Linked DNA regions of Anser cygnoides: region 2 is linked to region 1. The links are chromatin contacts, called in public Hi-C maps. All regions are on one chromosome and are shown on one strand. Each heading gives the region's core, a stretch centred on a gene start, on an enhancer-like site or on the middle of the called end of the contact. The rest is flanking DNA. Distances are from core to core; before and after follow the strand shown.

Region 1 (3,242 bases), core at 127-2,626:
TCAAAAAACTCCTATGGAACATTTTTGGGGTCAGGATTTGGTAATTCATTGAAATCAAAATATTTCCAATGCATATCAAAACATATCAACAAAGTTTCAAAACAAGTGTTGTCCCAGTTTCGAAACCTGGAAGCCCTGAGGTCTCTAGTTCAAAGGTAGACTACTTGGTGGGTCATCCTGAAATGACATGCCATCAATCCTCTATCCTGGCAGTAGGGGAGTTGAGCAATGATCTGCCAGCCACGCAGGAGTCCTGTGGAGCCCTGCAGGATTCCAGAAAATCTTAGCCAAAATGTCCCTGCAAAAAAGTTTAGATTTCAATCAATTGCCAAGGTCTCTCTGAAGCTTGCCAAGAAGCTTTACTTTTCAGACTGGTTCCACCAGCTTTTCTCTGTAGAGATATTTTTGTTTGTTTGTTTGTCTTCAGATAAATTATTTTGCCCCAAGTACACCTTTTTGTCTACCTCAGTAATCACACAGGTCACATAAGTCCTATAACAAAAGGTGTACCTCCCCTGGATCTGTTCCTGGACGAGGTTTCAGGCACATAAAGGCTATTGCAGACCTTGGAGGTGTGCAGTTCTGACTTTCCAAACTGTCTTTAACACCTTTGCCATGCTGTTAGTCCTCTCCTTATGGAATTTCACCTTGAGTGGTTTAAGCAGCCATAGAGAGGTAATGCCAAATGTTTCCCTGGGTAGTCCCTGGGCAAGAGAAATTTAGGCCCTCTCCTAGTGTGATCTGAATGATCAGGAGAGCAAGAGAAAACATAACTGTGAGGAAATTATTAAAATCAACTAAAACAGTATCCATTAAAAATGATAATACAATACAGTATGCAACCTCCGTTGCTATCTCATATGGGTATTATGGCATACCAGCACAGATAATAAAACAGCAGTCGTAGGAGCCCCCTGGGGGGTTGCAGGGGGATGCTGAAACTTTGCCCGACTGCGGTACAAGAGCTGCTGCCCAGCCACGCTGCAGTTACCTCACTCATGGCCCAGGCCAAGTTCTGCTATGCGATAGCTAGGCCAGGCTCCATCAGGAGCCATGGGAGCCACCTACTCGTCTGGGAGGTCACTGTTTAATCCACCAGAAGGTTAAAATACAGAGTGAGGTTTGTGAACTTAAGGAAGACAAAGAAGCAACATCCCTAGAAAAAGTATTTATTTCTTGACAGATAAATCAACATGGCACACGTCAATATGTTATCAGTGGCAATGTCTTCTGATGTTTGCTTTCTCTGCCTTGTGCACTGCAACATCTATTGAGTAGTGAGGAATACTGTGTGGGGAAGCCCTTTTTAATTTGCATGCTCGTCATTTTAATGTCATCTGAACAACTAACCTACCACTTTTATCATTCTGCTATTAAAAAGAAGAAATAAAAACTTTATTAAACCTCAATTACAGAGTACTCATCCAGATTGCTGACAGTCAGTAAATGTCTCAGAAATCTCTCCCATTTCTTTACAGAGACTGGAATTCAGCAGTCCAGTGAACCGGATTATAAAAGCAGCATATCTGCCCCAAAACGATCGTGCTTTTTCTTTGCACTAATGTAGCTAAAATGCATGCGCTGGACAGCAGGCTGGCACCAGGCCGTGAAAGGTATTCGCCATTTTGTAAAACAAAGCAGCCATCCATAATCTTTTTTGTTTCCAGATAATAAAAGGAAAGTCTCATTTTGCAACCATAAAAAAAAAAAAAAAGTTAAAGCAGTACAGCTGTAAGCAGAAATCCAGTCCACTTGTGGTTTAAAGAGCTCCACGCCTACTGTACATAAAATAATACACTGGTATCATTAGCATTGACAACAGCTTGTTTTCAATTTGGCTGCAGATAATGAAATTATCCCCCAAATTACCATAAAGTGGAACAAATAAACACAAAAGCAAACTCTTTCTTTTTTTTTCCCCCTTCAGCAGCGCTGGCTTTCAGCTATTTAGAATAAAAGCAAAGCTTCTGTTTTTCCAGAGCTCCGGCTTGACCTCAAGCAGATAAAGAACGCGACATGACAAACATGCAGCAAAGAGTTACTGTGTCCTTCCCCCCTGGCCTCTGTTTACATTAGGAAATGTACCCGGGGAGGAGGGAAGGGGAGGCAGGAGGGCTGCCTTTCAGCGCCGCGCTCAGCTCCGCTGGCTCCGGCTGGAGCTGGCCCCTGTTTCTGAGTAAGCTTACTCCACTCCAGATGTGCCTCGGCTCCAGCGTGGCTGCCATGTACAGTAAATCGGCATCTGAGGGCTCGTCAATCTGTGGGGTAGAGCAATTGCGGTCTCGCCAGGCCGCCCCACTGGCACAAACAGAAATCTCCGCTGCTGAACTGGGAAAGGAGGAGGGAGAGGGGCGGCGGGGAGGGAAGGAGGCAAAGTAACGGGGGAGCAGCGTGCGAAAGGTGAGGGCTGGGAGGTGTCAGCTCCCAGGAGGAGAAGGGGAAGAAATAAACACTAACAGCCAGCCGGGGAAATGTTCTTAATGCGTTTGTAAATTTACTTGTAAATGTTTTACACTTAAAAAGAAAGGGGAATGCTGCATGTCGTTTGGAAATGCTGGCTGTCTATAGGTCCCCGTGGATATACTGGTTTAGTACGACTTGTAACCAGAGCAAGAGAAGCATAAAATAGCTGGGAAAAACACAGCCAATTAGTCTTTACATGTAGATTGTAAAAACAAGAGGGAGAGGGAGAAAAAAAGTAACCTTAGCAAATTGAGTCCCTCTTGTTTATATCCCTGGAATAGGAGCACGAAAAAGCAGAGGCAATGACACCTCCGTATCAACGTGCAACCTGCGAAGCAGGCAGTGCTCGCATTCACGGTCCTCTAGGATTTCCTGAGTCTCGCAAGATTTACCTATTTGCTGTCATTGTAAAATACAAATTGTTTCGCTAATCAGGCAGTTTGCTTTGGACCTGACCCCAGTTGTACTAACTCCAAGTTGGACGTTCACTTCTGATCTCCTGCCGCCTACGCAGCCTTTGCTGAGTTTTAATAGAATGAGAAAATGATCTTTTCTTTTATAGTAGGTTCAAATGAGCTACCCAGCTTCAAGCTGACTATAGCTATGTTTTCCTAATCATCAATTTTTTATAGCAATTCTGAGGACCAGAATGCCTGCTCCCCCACCCTTGTCTTCTAACAGCGCCAAGACTAAGAATGTAAATAAGTGTTAAATTGAAACACAGAACAAAAATGGGTCAGATTTAGTGTAATTGAGTCATAGTTAAATTTAGGCTGCTT
Region 2 (3,026 bases), core at 495-2,994, 200 kb before region 1:
TTCCTCACACACAAAAGTACAGAGTTAGGAAAGGAATAAAACCCAACATGACTGGCTTTTTCTCTCTCTTAATGGTTTTATTGAACAGCCAGAATAGACATTTTTTCACACACAACAACACAGAGTGCTGCTCTGTAATACTTGGATATTAATTGTTACTACAAATGGGATAACTGCATAGAGCAGTCATGTTTGAAAAATGTTTGGTGCCTGACTTTTCACTCTTTAAATAAATATTGCCTGACCAATTTTTACTTCAACACTTATTTACTATAACTTCTATTTTCATCATAACTTTGAGAAGCACAGAAAGTTCACTAAACACACCAACCTTTTCCCCCATACTAACCAAAAATTAATAAAAAACATGCCAAAGGCAACTGCTTTTTAACTTGCATCCAGTTTCTCATTATCATTCCCCTTCTCATCTCCTCCTTCACTCAAATGCTTGGATCAGAGAGAGACTTGCTCCAAGGCTTGCTTCGTAGGTAACAGGCACTTGTTCATTTTAATGACTGTCACTATCTCAACATGAATACAAGAAAGGCTTTACTCTTTTATTCAAATAATGGTCCAAGTATTATGAAAATAAGCTCCTTGTAAAGTATTTCATGCTGGGTATGTAATGAACTTGAGAATAGAAACTGTTTTCAGTCCTGCCTGCAATTTCTTCTGTCTGTCTATTGGAAGATGTGCTAGTCAGGAAGCACAAAGTAATCTCATGAAAAGGTAAAGATGAAAATCTAGAAGTGCTAGGTCTGAACCAGGCCAAACCCAACATTTTTTGACATTTCTCATAAAATGGAGCTTGTTGAGCCTGTAGCACCACGGTGAAATCAACATCCCTGTCAGTTCTACTTTGAATACTTTTTCAAGGTTCCTAGGGCTTTGGGGAAAAGCCAGCTTTGCAGTCTCTCATCTGTGACAGACCCTCCTGGCTCAGTTATCAAGACCCAGAGCTTCAGTTTTGTTCCATTAGATAGCATTTCATCAAGGATCATTTTTATACTGCCAGTACTTTCCCAGTACATCTATTGGCCTCTCGATGTTTTGAATTTATATTTTGTATAAAGTATAAGGAAGAAGAATTAAGGAAGGAAAAGAGTTTTAAAGTTCACTGCTACATAGAATCTATAGTGACACTAAATGTTAGATTAACAGCACTAAGTACATGTAAAATGCCACTGAATATTCTTGTTTTACTATTATGGGATTTTGTTATGCTAGCAGTGACCTTTCATGGATTAGTATCAAATTAGTATAGTGTTCTGGGAGCTGAATCATTGTTAAAGATTTCAGATTTAACAGTGAAAAGAAGGCGGTCAGATAATCCTGACCTTCTGATCTGGATTAACTGCAAGAAGCCAAATGTAGCTCCATTTTCATCCAAGAAAATGTTGCAGCCAGGACTAACTGACAGTTTCACTTACCACAGATACACCCAGGGAACTATCTAGGAGTTCAGTGCTTTTTCATGTTATAAAACCAGAACTACATAGGGATGGATTTTGACATGCCCCTTGGCCTGGTTTGGCATGCTGGAATCCACTCTCAGCAGAATTGTTGACAGGATTCCACCAATGACGTGCTGGTGCTGGTGATCCCTGCCAGGTTCTCACTGCCAGAGCTAAAACACATGTCTGAAGAGTGAGTCCTCACCCTGTCGTCAGCAGGACACAGAGACCTGGGTTACACTCTAACTTGGGGCTTGGCTTTCTTGGCAACTCAGGAATTATAAGAACATAGTCGAAGATTCCTCTCAATGGCTGTCCCATAAAGTGTCCTTAAGATCTCTGCTTTCCCTCACTGCTTTCTTCTTTGCCTAGGGAGGTACCAAAAGTTTTATTCTCCCTCACAAAATTTAGCAAGTAATGTTTGCAACAATTCACACACACACACACACACAAATTGATAAAGGATTTGTAAATAAATCACCTGCTGATATATAAAGAACAAGGGCAAAGTGGAATAGCTGGGTCTGTATTCTACCCAGATTATAACCAAACAAATTATCAAGTGAAATTTTGAGAGCATCTAAAAGAAGAGGTATAGATACTATTTTATTTTGACACCTTACTCTGCAGTTCTACAGGTTCCTTAACACTTTGGACAAATGAACTTGGCAAGTGAACCAGCTTTTCAGAATAGTATCAGAATGCCTCAAAGCATTCATCCCTCCAGAAGGCAAAAAAAAGCAAGTCCTGCTCCTATCACTTTTAAATGCACACTGTATTTGATTTTCTCCTTTTCTGTAAATACAGAAAATATTGTATTTTCTTTTCCAAGAAAAGAATTTCATGAGACATGAATGATGGTCCTTACATCTTCCATTATAGAAGGATCACTGGTAAAACCAGTTCCCTCCTAAAGCCAACTTCCAATCTAATACAAAATGGAAAATATACCAGTACTAAAACAGAAGAGCCAGCAATCTTAAGAAGTAGCACACGTCCTACCAGTTATTCCTTAACTTCAAAATGTATCATCTTCCTCCATGACTAGTTTTTAGATGAAACTGTAGCATAGAAACTTTGGCTGTACTTTCTCTTTATGGAAGAAATCAATTAACATAGTTCACAGTTAATCCAGCCAACCAACTGGAAATGGCAAATCTTTCAAACAAGAGACCACATGTGCTATTGAGGACCTCTTCCAACATGCTACTGGGGCCAGGATCACACTGCCAAATCTCATGATTATAGTCATAAAAATATGTCTTTATGTGCAGAGTGGATCAGACAGAGTTGTAACCTGAGGAAGAATGTTCACAGAGCTGTAGAATGGCTTGGGTTGGAAGGGACCTTAAAGATCTTCTAATTCCAAGCCCCCTGCCATGGGAATGTTGCAGCTTTATTAGCAGAAATTCTCTCCTCAATACCCACTGCATATCCTTCAGCTTCACTTTGAACAGCCCTGAATTACAAGTTTAAGTTGCCTATTTGTTTCATTTTGTGCTCGTTACAGTTCAGGAACAAAGATTAGCAATAAATATAATACATAATCTTGTTTTTGCTGGTTCATAACAG

Evidence for each region. A called contact is a pair of places that touch in the nucleus more often than the background predicts.
Region 2: a contact with region 1 is called in a Hi-C map of liver, with 4 times the contacts expected there. The contact joins two enhancer-like sites. A contact is called at or near these places in 2 of 7 Hi-C or Micro-C datasets (both in liver).

Annotation. Positions count from the first base shown.
Region 1 is chr2:119,661,810-119,665,051 of Taihu_goose_T2T_genome, reverse strand. No RefSeq gene overlaps it. Among named protein-coding and RNA genes, the nearest start is that of SNAI2, 180 kb to the left of the region's middle. Within about 2 kb of position 1,376, at least 3 of the 3 cell types and tissues checked have open chromatin away from gene starts, as enhancers often do. A contact at or near this core is called in liver, where this site is marked.
Region 2 is chr2:119,863,594-119,866,619 of Taihu_goose_T2T_genome, reverse strand. No RefSeq gene overlaps it. Among named protein-coding and RNA genes, the nearest start is that of PPDPFL, 15 kb to the left of the region's middle. Within about 2 kb of position 1,744, at least 1 of the 3 cell types and tissues checked has open chromatin away from gene starts, as enhancers often do. A contact at or near this core is called in liver, where this site is marked.